Linked DNA regions of Sus scrofa: regions 1, 2, 3 and 4 are each linked to region 5. A link is a contact called in public Hi-C, HiChIP or PLAC-seq and promoter capture Hi-C data. All regions are on one chromosome and are shown on one strand. The core of a region is the stretch at or near the end of the contact, and the rest is flanking DNA. Distances in the headings are between cores, read along the strand shown. Region 1 holds the start of HECTD3 (E3 ubiquitin-protein ligase HECTD3). Region 2 holds the start of EIF2B3 (translation initiation factor eIF-2B subunit gamma). Region 3 holds the start of RAD54L (RAD54 like (S. cerevisiae)). Region 4 holds the start of RPS8 (40S ribosomal protein S8). Region 5 holds the start of NASP (nuclear autoantigenic sperm protein).

What was found. Promoter capture Hi-C pulls out the DNA fragments that hold promoters and counts their contacts. Hi-C and Micro-C count contacts between places; a contact is called where the count stands out from the background. HiChIP or PLAC-seq counts read pairs in DNA pulled down with a chosen protein or histone mark.
Region 1: a Hi-C map of subcutaneous adipose tissue shows a contact between it and region 5, with 1.6 times the contacts expected there. The contact joins the promoter of HECTD3 here to the promoter of NASP in region 5. A contact is called at or near these places in 4 of 47 Hi-C or Micro-C datasets (embryonic fibroblasts, mesenteric adipose tissue, skeletal muscle and 1 more).
Region 2: a promoter capture Hi-C map of liver shows a contact between it and region 5, with 2.8 times the contacts expected there. The contact joins the promoter of EIF2B3 here to the promoter of NASP in region 5. A contact is called at or near these places in 1 of 5 promoter capture datasets (liver) and 1 of 47 Hi-C or Micro-C datasets (embryonic fibroblasts).
Region 3: a contact with region 5 is called in an H3K27ac HiChIP or PLAC-seq map of skeletal muscle, with 5 times the contacts expected there. The contact joins the promoter of RAD54L here to the promoter of NASP in region 5. A contact is called at or near these places in 1 of 5 promoter capture datasets (liver) and 1 of 2 datasets of contacts at active chromatin or transcription factors (skeletal muscle).
Region 4: an H3K27ac HiChIP or PLAC-seq map of alveolar macrophages shows a contact between it and region 5. The contact joins the promoter of RPS8 here to the promoter of NASP in region 5. A contact is called at or near these places in 1 of 5 promoter capture datasets (fetal liver) and 1 of 2 datasets of contacts at active chromatin or transcription factors (alveolar macrophages).

The regions. Positions count from the first base shown.
Region 1 is chr6:166,331,906-166,334,605 of Sscrofa11.1, reverse strand. HECTD3 (E3 ubiquitin-protein ligase HECTD3) reads right to left here and starts at 1,322. Exons shown (of 21, transcript XM_021096755.1): 1 at 836-1,322; 2 at 531-691; 3 at 183-275; 4 at 1-104. The coding sequence starts at 1,204.
Region 2 is chr6:166,352,470-166,355,169 of Sscrofa11.1, reverse strand. It overlaps EIF2B3 (translation initiation factor eIF-2B subunit gamma), which reads right to left and starts at 1,252. Exons shown (of 12, transcript XM_021096758.1): 1 at 1,152-1,252.
Region 3 is chr6:165,183,258-165,185,957 of Sscrofa11.1, reverse strand. It overlaps RAD54L (RAD54 like (S. cerevisiae)), which reads left to right and starts at 1,317. Exons shown (of 18, transcript NM_001123183.1): 1 at 1,317-1,766; 2 at 1,842-1,928. The coding sequence starts at 1,764.
Region 4 is chr6:166,552,024-166,554,723 of Sscrofa11.1, reverse strand. It overlaps RPS8 (40S ribosomal protein S8), which reads left to right and starts at 1,435. Exons shown (of 6, transcript XM_003128060.4): 1 at 1,435-1,520; 2 at 1,924-2,030; 3 at 2,462-2,561. The coding sequence starts at 1,517.
Region 5 is chr6:165,803,645-165,806,344 of Sscrofa11.1, reverse strand. NASP (nuclear autoantigenic sperm protein) reads left to right here and starts at 1,367. Exons shown (of 14, transcript XM_021096741.1): 1 at 1,367-1,576. The coding sequence starts at 1,518.

The DNA.
Region 1 (2,700 bases), core at 73-2,572, 530 kb before region 5:
ACTGCTTCACGCTACCCAGGTTCTCATCCTCCTTGCCCAGGTGGTCGTACAAGAAGTGGATAAGGTCCTCGTCGCATTCGTAGGTCCACGTCGGGGGCACGTAGCTAAGCAACCCCAAGCCCCTAATTAGGACGGGCGCAGGCCTGGAGGGCCTTCCTCCCCGTCCCACCCAGCTCACTCACAGTAGCCTTTGTACAGCTTCTGTGTATGCCTTGGCCGGCTGAGGCTTTGATCCCAGGCGATGCGAGTATGTCAGGTCCACCACCTGTTCCCATCTGTGCGCACAGAACGGGATACGCGGTTGGGGAGGCATCAGCAGGTAGCGAGAGAGCAGGTAGCAGGAGACCCTGGAGCCTTCTCCAGAGCTCTAGCTCCTCCAAACCACGCCTCCATGAGCCCCACCCCAGCTCCCTTCAGGTCCCGCCCCTTCCTGCTCTAAACCCCGACTGGGCTCCGGAGGCGCCGCCCGGCGGTGCCAGACCCGGAGCCGGCCTTCCCACAGCAAGCCCCGCCCCTTTCCCGTGCGGGACCTGAGCACCGGGCGGTAGTCCACTCCGAAGAGCTGCTGCTGCCGCTGGAGGTGGTCGGGAGTGTCGATGGGTACGAGGCGGGCCCCGCCCTCCGCCGGGCGGCACACCAGCAGCCAGCCTTCGTCCAGCCCGCAGTCGCCTAGGTGTTCTGCCAGCTGCTCCTGCCGGGACCAGCCGGATGGGAACAGTTGTCAGCGGCCTGCCTGCCCAGCCCAGGGCAAAGGGCACCGAACGCAATGCCCGCTCGGTGTGGGGGAAGGGAGAGGCGCAGCCAAGGACTTCCCTGGCCCCGGGGTCTCTCGCACCTTGGTCAGCTTCACCCAGAGCCCGTGGCCGTTGCACAGCTCCTCGCCCGTGGTGCGCACGCAGGCACCGCGCCGGAGCTCGATGCTGTCACGGGCGGCACGGAGGGGCCCGGAACCGGTACCGGGGGCCGGGCCCGCGGCTCCCACACGCAGCCCCAGGCCCTCCGCCTCCCACACGGGCAACAGCACGCGCGACGGTCCCGCCGGGTCCTTGTAAAGCTTGTAGAGCACCTCGCGCGGCACGAAAGCCAGAGCCGCCGGCAGCGGCCGCCCGGCGCGGAGGCTTTTCGCTGCTTCTGCCAGGAAGCGCACGCGGCCCAGCAGTTGCCGCGGGGACTCCAGAGCCGCGCCCGGGCCCGGCCCCGCCATAGCGAATTGTCCCGGGGAAACCCAGAGGCGAGGCGGCCCCAGGAGCGGCGGCCGGGAACGCGGACCGGGCTTCCCACCACGCGCGGCCCCGCCTTCCGTCAGCCTTCGCCGTATGTTCTGGACTAAGAGCGCCTCAGAGTCCCGCCGTATTGCTCTGTGTACTCAGGTCCTCAATGGTGTTACCTACTTCTGTGCTGCTTCTTCAGCCAGTGAGACCCAAGTTCAGTAGTTTCTGCTAGATCTGTCTACCCCCGCAATCCCCATTGCTACCACCATTTTATCCCCACCGCTGTTATCCTCATTCAAGCCCCGTCCTATCTAGCCTGGGTCATTGCAACAGCTATTTCTTTCTCAGATCCTCCAGCCTCTCGTTTTGCCTCCTCGCTCCAGTGAGCCACACTACAACCAGAATCCTTTTTTTTTTCCTTTATGGCCCCAGCTGTGGCATATGGACGTTCCCGGACTAGGGATCGAATCAGAGCTGCAGCTGCCGGCCTAAGCCACAGCACTGCCAGATCTGAGCCGGATCTGCAACCTGCACCACAGTTCACAGCAACGCCGGATCCTTAACCTACTGAGCATGGCCAGAGATCCAACTCCTGTCCTCCTAGTACTAGTCCTCCTAGTCCGCGTACTAGTCAGACTCATTACCACTGAGCCACGATGGAACTCCAACAGGAAGAATCCTTACAAATCTCAGGCTCTCACCCCAGGGGCAGTGCGGCTAAAATGTTTGGGAAATGACCCTTTCCACAGTCCCACAGTCCAGCTGCTGACAGGAGTCTTGAGTCATTCGGGCTTGATCCTGGTGGCTACTCCTAATCCCAGGGCATGGGTGATCATTATCCACTTTCCTCCAGTGCTTCTGAGCCAGATAAGAGGAAAGACCAAGATGGGGGCCAAGGAGGCAACCGACCAACCAACCAAAAAGGGCAGGGGCCGCTGGTGATGCGCAGTCACGGAAGAAAAGGAAACTGTCCTCCTACCCCACCCACTTTTCAAAAGTTTACAGACCACATGATGCGCATGTCTAAAAGGCACAATTCTGGAGTTCCCACTGTGGCTCAGCAGCAACAAACCCGAATGGTGTCCATGAAGATTCGGGTTCGATCCCTGACCTCACTCGGTGGGTTAAGGGTCCGGCAGTGCTGTGAGCTGTGGCTTCCGGGGGCAGCTCTGATTCCACCTGGGAGCTTCCAAATGCTGCACGTGTGGCTCTAAAATAGCAAAAAAAAAAAGTACAATTCAATAGGTTTTGATGTGTTAAATTTTAAAAAAAGAGATAAAATTATATAACAAAATTTGCCATCTTAACCGATTTTTAAAGTGTACAATTATCTATTTCTGAAACTTTTTCATCAACCCAAGCAGAAATTCTGTACCCTTTAAGCAGTAACTCCTCATTGCCCTCATTCCCCAGCCCCTGGTAAACTCTGATCCACTTTTTGCCTCCATGAATTTGCCTATTCTAGATACTTAATATTAGCGGAACCATA
Region 2 (2,700 bases), core at 3-2,502, 550 kb before region 5:
CATGAAAGTCTTCTGTGCCAACTGAACCACGATGTTGCATAATTCTGGTCCCTGTATTGCTATTCTTGCTTCCTAAGCGGCCCTTCTCCTGTATGTAATCCACCTATTAAACTTTTAAGACTCAGTTCAAGAATCATCTTGCCTAAAAAGCCATTCCTAACCCTTCCCACTCTCCTGGTAGAAGCAACTAACTCCTTTCCCCTTAGATGCTTCCACTCTGCTATGTACATAGCATCTCTGCCTTTACAAGCTTTATCATCCACTTGCTATTTCCTGCGAGTTCCCTGACTGTCATCCCTGTATTCCCAGCACCTGGCCAGGCACTCAATCAGTGTTTGTGGAATAAGCACCTGCGAACCTCACAACAACCCCATGTAAGAGTCAAGTTCAAACATGTGCAGAAGTGACATCAGAACCCAGGTCACCTCGATCTGAGGTTCCTGCTCTCCATGAGGCCCGGGGGGTAATCATGGACATGACTTTCCATGACACCAGGCAATCCGTCAAACGTCTCAATGTCACTGCCATGACTCTGGACGATGGGAATCAAGGCAAAGATTCATTGGCCACTCAATGGCTGGGACAGAGAGCACAAAAGTTTTAAGAGGGGGTGTTCATGGCACCCCAGACCTGCCTCCGTCAGAGCACTCACTGCCTTCTCCCTTCGAAAACTGGCAAGATAAAACATCATATCATAGTTATCCTCTCAGCGAGACCTGACTGCATTCCTCTTTGTAGTCCACTGTCTTGCACTTAAACAACTAAACACAGCATCAATGAACAAAGGGCTTAAGTGAGCAGAGCTCAGGCACTGTCCTCAGGGCGCCTGGTCCTGGGTCTGAAGCTCCCTGGATGAGACTTCTAGCAGACCCTGAAACTCCGTTTCCTCCACCTGTTGCACAAGGTGGTTGGCTCGGATTCTCGCCGAGCGCCCTTCTAGTTGGGGCACTTGGCTCCGCGGCCAGGTCGGGCAGGCGCTCCAGCCGGCAACTCCGGGGCTCCGCACCTCCGCCACCCGCTCAGGCCCTGCTCGGCCGGGCTCCAGGAGCTCGACCCCCTCCGGGGAAGCGGGGCTCGGCGGCCTCCACCGCGCGGCTCCCGCGGCCAGCCAACTCGCGCGCGGCCTGGCAGCGCAGAAGCTTCGGCTTTACCTCGGGTCGCGCGCCGCCACCGCTCCCAACGCTCCCCACGCCGCCGCTGCCTGACAGCCCAAAGGCGCAGGCGCGCGATGGCCGAACAGATCGATGGGACGCGCCGGGCAGGCCCGCGGAGAAGGGATGAGCGCCGAATGATAGATGACGGCCAGAAGCGCGCTGCTGGGGGGAGCGGAGGAGAGCGGCCGGCGGCGCTCCCTGTGGCTTTAAGTCCGTTCACATGTCATCAATGTCCGGGTGAAATGGAGTTTTAACTAAAGAACAACCCCCACCCCTTGGCTAAGAAGGCAGCTGCAAGCCTTTCAGCTGTGCTCGTCACTATACCACCCTTCTTGTAATAATGTAACAACTGTGTGCCCTCTGTCCCAGCCAGCAGCCCTGCTAATCAGGTACCCAGCATTGCTTATCAGTTCCGCTTCTGTAACCTTGCTGGCTCAGTTTCTTAGGGAGGAACACTGTCTGCTTGGGGATGGGGGGAGGTCCGGGATGCTTACATGGCAAAAGCAAGCCCTTGTAGTGTATAAAAGTTACTGAGAACAAAGACCTGGTGCTCAGACTCTGGAGGTGTCTCCTCTGAGCCCTCACCGGTGCTGAATAAATCTTGCTTTTCCATAGATCTGAGTGCTGTTTGTCTCCTTCCATTGCCACGGTTTTTGCGGTTTCCACAATACAGGGAGCGTCCCTCGCGGTGCAGGGGTCCTTGAAACTCAGGCTGGAACAGCCGCAGTCTCTTCCTTAAGGCAATTGTCCTTCTAGGATCGGTCCCCAACCACACTCTGCGATGTGGGGCTCCCCAGTGGAGAAATCACCAAATCTCTTGCAGGCCAACGATTGCCAAGGTTTTCTATGTCCAGTGATGCCTAATATGGGGACTCAACGTTGGCTTTTTTTTTTTTTTTTTGTCTTTTGTTGTTGTTGCTATTTCTTGGGCCGCTCCCACGGCATATGGAGGTTCCCAGGCTAGGGGTCGAATCGGAGCTGTAGCCACCAGCCTACGCCAGAGCCACAGCAACGCGGGATCCGAGCTGCGTCTGCAACCTACACCACAGCTCACGGCAACGCCGGATCGTTAACCCACTGAGCAAGGGCAGGGACCGAACCCGCAACCTCATGGTTCCTAGTCGGATTCGTTAACCACTGCACCACGACGGGAACTCCGACATTGGCTTTCTAAACCAGACTATTTTGGTGTGGACAACATCCGCCTTTAATCCATCAAAACGGTTGGGGACGCGGAATTAGGGAAGATCTCACTGAGATGGTGACATCGAACAAGATCTTGAAGAGCGTGAGTCAGGTGGATATTTTCTTGAAGAGTGTGAGTCAGGTGGATATTTTGAGTAAAAGCCTTCCAAGCGGAGTGGTCAGCAAGTGCAAAGGCCCTCAAGAGAGACCGCAAGTTCAAAGCACATAAAAGAGGCCAACATGGCTGAAGCAAAATAAGTGGGGCAGAGGAATGACGACCAAGGAAATCAGAGAGGCAATGGAGGAGAGGGCAGAGAATTCAGATCCTGTGGGTCTTTTTTTTTTTTTCTTTTTTGGCTGC
Region 3 (2,700 bases), core at 68-2,567, 620 kb after region 5:
CTACACCTGTAGCATATGGAAGTCCCAGGGCCAGGGATTGAACCTGCGCTGTAGCTTTGACCTATGCAGCAGCTGCAGCAACACTGGATCCTTTAACCCACTGCACTGAGCCAGGAATCAAACCCACACTTCTGCAGTGACCTGAGCCACTGCAGTCAGATTCTTAACCCACTGCACCACAGCAGGAACTCTAAGAGGGTTATTTTATAATGTTAAAAGGATCAATACATGAAGCCTTAAAAATTTAGAGCTCCCATATGGCTCTGTGGGTTAAGAACCTGACTAGCATCCATGAGGATGTGGGTTCCATCCCTGGACTCGCTCAGCGGGTTAAGGATCTGGCTTTGCCACCAGCTGCAGCAGAGGTCTCAGATGCAGCTCAGATCTGGCGTGGCTGTGGCACAGGCCGGCAGCTGCAGCTCGGACTGGACCCCTAGCGAGAAAATAAACAAATAAAAACAAAACCACCTGAAACTAACATAACATTGTAAATCAACTATACTCCCATATAAAAAATTAAATGAATCCCCCCCCCACACACCCATTTTTACCTAGGAAAGAAAAGCTTCCTCAAAGATACTCCAGACCTTAAAATCACGTCCTCTGGAGACCTTCACTGCCCAAGTCGACCACGTGGTAGGGAGACCAGGCAGAAAAACTCCCTCCTCCAGTCTGTGGGTGAAGGGAGCTGCAACGGACTCCAACCCCCAGCTGCACTCCAGGTGCAGCACAGGCAGGTGCGCCTTTCCCAGGCTTCTGCGGGCAGAAGGCAAGTCCTCCGCGGTCTGAGCAAAACTGCCACCACAGTAGCTGCCGGAGCAGCCCACCCCCTCCCTCAAACGCCCGGAGCTGGAGCCAAACCCCCGCGTCCCCGCCCCGAAGCCCCGCGGGCCCGGCCGACCCCGCCCACCTGGCCCGCCGCTCCCGCCACTGCGGGCCCCGCCCTTCCCCCTAAGCCCCACCCCCCGCGGGTCCGTTCAGCCACTCCAGGTCCAGAGCCGGCGGCTCTCGGCGACCGAGGCCCGAGCCCCGCCCCTCCCCTTGGGTCGCGAGCGCCGAACGCATCGAACGCAGCCAATGGGTGGTGCGGCGGCGCCGCCGCGGGAGGTTCGATTGACCGGGCCTGGCGGGTCCGGGGAGTCCGGGCGGCTGTTAACGCGCGCTTCGGAAAGAGGAAGGTTGAGCCGGAGGGTTGCGCGGGGAATCCGCTCTGCTCTTCATTCCGGCCACTCCTGGATTCCCCTCCCAAGCGCGGGTCTTCTTGTTCTGCCTGAATCCCTGCCCTGCCTCCCGCTGTCCAGCATCTGCACTCCGAGCCGGGAAATCCCGTTGTCCGGACTCGCCGTTCCCAGGCCTCGGATTCCGGCCCCCCAGCCTCTCTTCTGGCCTGTTATTACCCCGCCCCCCGCAACTGTCCCCTGCCTTCACATCCCCCGGGGACCTTTATCCTGACTCCGCCCTGCCCAGTTTAGTGCTCCATCTGTGTCTTCCCCCCATCCCAGACCTCTACTCGTTTCTGTTTGGATACTTCCTTCTTGGCCTGCTCTCCCGCCTTGGCTAACTGGCGGCCGACCCTCTCAGAGTTTGGGCCCAGACCTCAGCCCCTGGCTGGATTCCCTCCGTCCGTGCTTCCTCTTTGAGAGCCCATGCTCTCAATTATGTAGCGGCCCTCCTTTTACCAGGCTGGTTCTGCGTCCTCAGCTGCTGGGTGCCTTTGACCTTTGGCTAATGGGTACCTGACGTTTTATGCTCCTGGGCGCAGGATGGTAAGTATGGGACTAGAGGAGACTGGCTAGCCCAATGGCTAGGGCTGTTGGGCTCCACTGCCTCTTTCCTTCCAGAGGAGGAGCTTAGCTCCCAGCCAGCTGGCCAAAAGAAAGCCGGAAGTTAGACCCTCTGATGGTGAAGATTGGCAACCTGGAGCAGCGGTAAGTACTCTGCCCTCAAGGGGACAGGGAAGGTGGGGGTGCAGGACTGTTTAAGCAGCAAGGAATCCTGGGTTCCATGGAATGAACCCCTTCAGAACCTTCAATGACTGTTTACTGTGTGTCAGGCATTTAACCAGATAAATAAAATGATACTCAGGGGCTCACTAGAAGCTCACATGCCTCAGTTTTCCCGGTAGTAAAGGATGTTCCGAAACAAGAGATGATTGGCTCCCTTGGGGGGGTGGGGGGAAAAGGAGACCCCCTGGTGTTTGGTTTCAGGTGTGTCTTATAGCTTCAAATACCTTGGCAAGCTGGCTCGAGTGAGTTCTTGTCTGATGGCTCAGTGGGGCTGGCTCTGTAGCTGGCGTGCAGGAGGCTCCTCTACCTGTGAGAGAGGCACATTGGCTGCCCCTTGCCACTTACATGGGTCTCAGACTTGAACTTGGGGTTGCACTTGTTGTGGTCTGCTGCTGGCTTGCTCCAGAAAATGCTTTTGGTGCTGGTGTTCTCACTGCCATGGTGTGGACAGACTGGAGAGTGGCCTGAGCTGGGATCAGCTGCACTCCTGTCCCTCCATTGATAAATTCAGGGAGGGAAGCAAACGTTTGCTCATTCATTCCTTCGAGCTTTTGGAGCTAAGATATGGGGCCAGCATGACCTCATGCTACTGCTGGACTTGCCCTTCACAGGCTACTTCATTCACTGCTGCCGCAGTGCTGGATCCTTAACCCGCTGTGCCAGGCTGGGGATCAAACCTGGGTCCCAGCGCTCC
Region 4 (2,700 bases), core at 186-2,685, 750 kb before region 5:
CCCTGTGCTGGCTTTCCTCTGGCCACTCTTAATTGCACCCTCCAGCTCCTTTGCTCTGCCTGACCTTAAACGTTGCCATTCCCAAGCCTTGGTCCTAGCCCCTCTTCTTGTATTTCTTGGTGCCAGGGCCTGGCACACTATTATTGCACGCTGACAGGGTCCATGCACTAAGAATGGTTTTTATGTTTTGAATGTTTGGGGGCAAAAAAATCATGTTTGTTTCAGGACAGGTGAATCTCAGTATCCACGAAGTTTTACTCCTGCGCCGCCACGTGCGCTCTTTTACTACTGTCCATGGCTGCGTTCACACTACGAAGCAAAATTGAGTGGTCGTGACAAGGACCTTACAGCCCACAAAGGCTGAAGTATTGATACGGGAAAGATGATCCTGGAATCCGGATTCTTGTTCACGGCAGTCAAAGAGTGAACTCCGCGAACACACAGGCAGCAAGCAAGCAACATCTTTATTAAAAGAAAGCAGATAGCTCCCAGGGGTGCTAGGAGAGGGGGAGAAGAGCCCCCCTTCTCTATTGTCCCATAGTGGTTTTTATCTCTTAAGGATGGGGGGGTACCAACGTGGGGGTCCAGAGAGATGCGGTCTTCTCCCATTGGCCTTGTTCAATTACCCATATCAGTCCTTGTCCAGTGGGGTCTTAGGGGTGGAAATGTCCCCTAAGTCTCATAGTTTCTTTGTCCTTTTCTTCCCGTAAACAGAGCCACAGGGGATGAGGGGTCCATGTCCATCCGGGCGAGGTACCCTCCCTAGAGTCAACAAGGCCTGTGAGGATGTTACTCCCTGGAGCCCTTAAGCCACCAGCGGGAATCAATGGCCATATCAAAGCATGCATCCAAGCCCAGGCTCCTCCACTGACGACCTGAGTTAATACTCTCTCAGTATTAGCTGACCCTTTACAGGAAGAGTTTCCTTAGGCCCTGTCCCGAGGTTCCGTTCATTCCGGTGGCTTTGCTTCCCGAAGTAGCATCGTCTGGCCAGACCCCTTCTCTAGCGGACACGAACACCCAGCTACCTGTCACTCCCACCTGCCAGAGGCATCCGGAGCGCACCAGGACCGCGTCCAGGACAGCGCCCACCTTCTCACTGAACAGCACCAAGAGTCGCGCAACGGGTCCCCTGAGAAATTCAGACGCCCTAAAGCAAACCCTTCGAAGCGAAGCCCAAGTCCACCTCTACGTCCCCGTCCAGCGCCTCCGCCCTCCCCCGCAGCCCCCTCAGGACCGCCGCAATGGCTGCGAACAGGGGTCTTTGTGAAACAGGGGGCCAGGCGAGCGCCCACCCGAGCCCCCAGGACCCGCGCCAGGCCCCGCCCGCCGGCAGCGCCCTCAGAGCCTCCCCGCCCGAGGCCTCCGCGGCGCCGCCGCGAGCGCGTAAGCAAGGCCGCCCTCCGGCTCCAGGCCGCGCCGCGCGTCGCCCGGAAGAGACGTCAGGAGGCGGGGCTGCGTTTTACAAACCGGACCGTGACGCGCTGCGTTTTCTCTTTCCAGCCGGCGCCGAGCGATGGGTGAGTGGCGCTCTGCCGCGGGCCCGGGGTCGGGGCGTGAGCTCAATCCGGCGCCATCCTGCCTCGCGGCCCAGCTGAGAGCACGGGCGCCCGGGCTCCCAGCTTCGAGCCTCCGCGAGAAGCGTGATGCTTGGGCTCGGGCCGCCGAAGTCGCTGCGGGGACCGCCGGGCTCGGAGCCGCGAGCGGCCCCATCATGGCTGCCGGGGTCGAGGCGGGAAGGGGGCCCGGCCGGGCCGCACGTGCATGATGACAACTCAGAAATGCTGTGACCTCCCGACTTCGCAGTGGGGGATCCAACCTTGGAGAGCTGAGCGTGCGGCCGCCCGCGCGGGCCGCTGGGCTGCCCGGGCCCGGCCCCGGGTTCCCTGACTCAGGCTGCCGCTCCTCCGCTCTCACCCGTAGGCATCTCTCGGGACAACTGGCACAAGCGCCGCAAGACTGGGGGCAAGAGAAAGCCCTACCACAAGAAGCGGAAGTATGAGCTGGGACGCCCCGCTGCAAACACCAAGGTGCGTGCGGGGCCCCAGCGCCGGGGAGAAGGTCCCCTCGGGGGCAGTTGTATCTCTGTGGGGCTCTGCGATGTGCGGTCGGCCTCTGCGTGTCGGGAATAATTAGGGCTGCACGGAGACAGCCGCTGTGTCCTGGGAGTGCCTGGAGGGAGTGGGCTCCGCAGTCGTAGTCGGACACTTGGTCTTGCTGGTGCATGGAGAGGTAATGCAGTGTTGGGAATCAGGCTTTTCCTCGTGGAGGCGACGAGAGTGATGAAAAAAGGATCCTTAGGCGTGGTTGTGGCCGTCTTGGTCATTTGTGTACCACTTGCCAATGCTAGGACGTGTCATAGTTACACTGACTGTGTTGCCTCCATCCGGCTTGCTTTCCTTTCTCTGTCGGCTCTTGCTCTCTAATAACCTGGTTCCTCCTGTCTCCTTGTGTTTTCTAGATTGGCCCTCGCCGCATACACACAGTCCGTGTGCGGGGAGGTAACAAGAAGTACCGGGCCTTGAGGCTGGACGTGGGGAACTTCTCCTGGGGCTCCGAGTGTGAGTGGAGGCCCTCCAGGCGTGGGTGGGAACTCAGCACCTAAACCTTTCTAAGCTACAGTAAGTGCTTGTAGCAGGAAGCCATGGCCTGGACCAGGATACTGAGCTTTCTTTTGTCGAAAGACTTTGGGATTGTGGG
Region 5 (2,700 bases), core at 118-2,617:
CTGCAAGGACTCTGGAGAGAGTGTCCTTCTCTAGAGCCCAGTGTTCCAGTACTGTGTCACCAGACTATGGTAGCCATTTAGTAAATGGTTAGCATGACACAGGCATAGTGCTGATTGTTGAAGCAAGCATTATCTCTAAGTCTCACAGTATTCTTAAAGAGTGGATACTAATATTGTCCTCATTTTATGCAGTCTTCTAAGGTTACATGACTGGGCTCAGGTAACCCAGCTAAAAACAGAGCCCACGTTTACTTGCTACAGGAATTTGCCATTTGCAGGTCTAGCTCCATATCCCCAAAGATTTCAAACTGCCTGAGTCTTGGCAGACTGGGATTCAAATCCTCCCTAGCCATCTTTCCCAGTATGTCTGAACCTGGATGGAAATGAAATTCCTGTTCTAATCGCTGTAGGCAAGGCCATGGTGGAAGGCAATGCATGACGCTCCAGGTGTGAGGAAGTACAATCAATTCAGCCTGCCAGGTATCTTCCATTCAGCCAGTTGCAGGAAACGAATCACATTACTTTCCATAAACGACTTGTCTTGCAACTTTCTGAGCAAGTCACACCTTCTCCGAACCTTGGTTTCTATTATTACCAAAGGGGTCTGATAACACCGTTGTCACTAGCAGCGTTGCTGTTAAGATTAAGGAAGACAGCTGATAGCTTTAAAGTGTCCAAGTACAGCACCCTCGCACATAAGGGACAAAAAAAAAAAAAAAAAAAAAGATAAACTGCAGCTAGGAACATACAAAAAGAGCTAGTTAGATTTGGAGTCTGGGTAGGGCCTAAGAGGATGGCATCAGCGGATTGGGCCAGCCCAAGGGGGCGGGTTCAGAGGGAGGAGCCCGCCGCGTCCTGCCTCAGCCCTGAGCTTTGAATCCAGCGCGGTAGTTTCAGCAGTGGCCAATCCTAGGACAGCTTCTTCTCGCGTCAGCTGTTGCTGAGGCTCTGAACCACGCGTCTCTTCACCCGATCAGTTCTAGCCGTTGCTGCTGTATCCGTGCTCTGCTCCTGCGTGTCCATCCGTTACGACTGAGAGGGCGGGCCGAAAGTCTCAGTTACCTCCCTGAAAATCCAGGCTAGAAAGAGACTCTCGACGACTCGCTCTAAATATGCAGAGCAGCACCAGCTTCCCCTCCTCTGGAAGCCTCTGGCCGAGGTCCAGTCAGGAGCTATAGTACCAAGATTCTCGTTCTTTTTTATACGCGACTTGCTAGAGAAGCAGGAAGTAGCTTTTTTCGAGGAAGGCGGGACAGGGACGAAAGGTACACTGCAGAACCAGTGAGGGCGGGGTATGTCCTTGGGCTGGATTGGGGCTGAGTCCTGGCCCTTTAAACTCGAGGGGGAGGGTCCGGAAGTGGATGGGCGGAGCGAAGGCCCCGGTATATAAGAGGACCCAGCCGCGCGGGGTCTCCAATCTGCCATTTTCTGTCCCCGGTTAAGTCCTAGGCTTTCCTAATTCCCTGTTTTTCTCACAGGCTCTGTTCCGTCCGCTGGTCCACCGTCTCAGGGTAACGATGGCCGCAGAGTCCACCGCTACTGCCGCCATCACCACGGAGCTGGTTTCCGCCGACAAGTAAGCTGGACGGTAGAGAGCTTGAGGCACTGGCCAGTCCGCGGAGAGGGGGTGGTGGACGGAGGCTCCGCGGGAGGGACAGACCGGAGGGTGGGAGGACGTGCCTCCCCGTGAGGCACGGTCGCTATCACCGGGAGGCCCTGACACGGGAGCAGCCCACCTCTTGCAGAGGACCGTGCTCCGCAGCAGGAACACCGGTCGCCTGGCGCCCCCTGCCCCGCATTTTGCGGCCGCCATCTTGCCGGGGGCAGCGGCGGCAGTTTCCATCGCCTGCCCCTCTCCTTCCTTCCCCGGCCCGGGGCTCTCGGCGGGGCCCCGGCGTGGCAGTGGGCCCTCACGCCCTGGTGTCCCCCCACTCCGGGGCCTCCGATAGGATCCTCAAACAACTCAGGAAAACAACCCACGGAGATTTGGCGCCAAAAAAAAAAAGGGAAAAAAAAAAAACCCTGCACGAGGAGGGAGGCCGGGCCGGTGGGTCGGAGGGGGCGGGGCCTCCCGGGGGCGGGGTCGTGCGCTCGCGAGCTCGCCGCCCTCCGCCCGCCCCGGAGCGGGGGGCGGGCCCCGGAGGAGGCGGGAAAACTCCATTGTTTGGGGCCGTGCGGCTCGCCCTGCCCCTCGGACTTCCGCGGCGGGGCGCGTGGACGCCTGTTCCCGCGGTCTCCCGGGTCGCTCTGTCCTCTTCTCCTTAGGTGGCCGTGTTCTTGGTTACTGTTTCTTTTCTGTGGCTCTTTGGGAGTTGGGAGTTCTGGCGAGGGGCTTGGCTGCTGCTGGGGGACCTTATCGGGGAGCGAAGCACCTCGTAGCTCTGCGTGGAGGTCTCCTCGCTTGCAGCGGTGTCGGGTTGCTAGGAGAATGGGCGAAGTATAATGGAAGGACTGGAGGGGTGATAGAAGACGTGAGTGCTGCGAAAGCAGCGCAGTGACACTCAGACACAGGTATTTTTCGAACAGTGAAAGAAAACTGGCTGTTTCATTCGAAGAAAAAGAATCCACATTATTATGTGGCAGAGTCTGGAGTAAACCCCAGTATTTTGTTTATTCCCTCATTATTTATCCCCCCTCCCCAAAGCTTACTTGAGAGGAAATTGCATGAAAACCTAGTTGAAGAGAACAATAAAGGCAGCA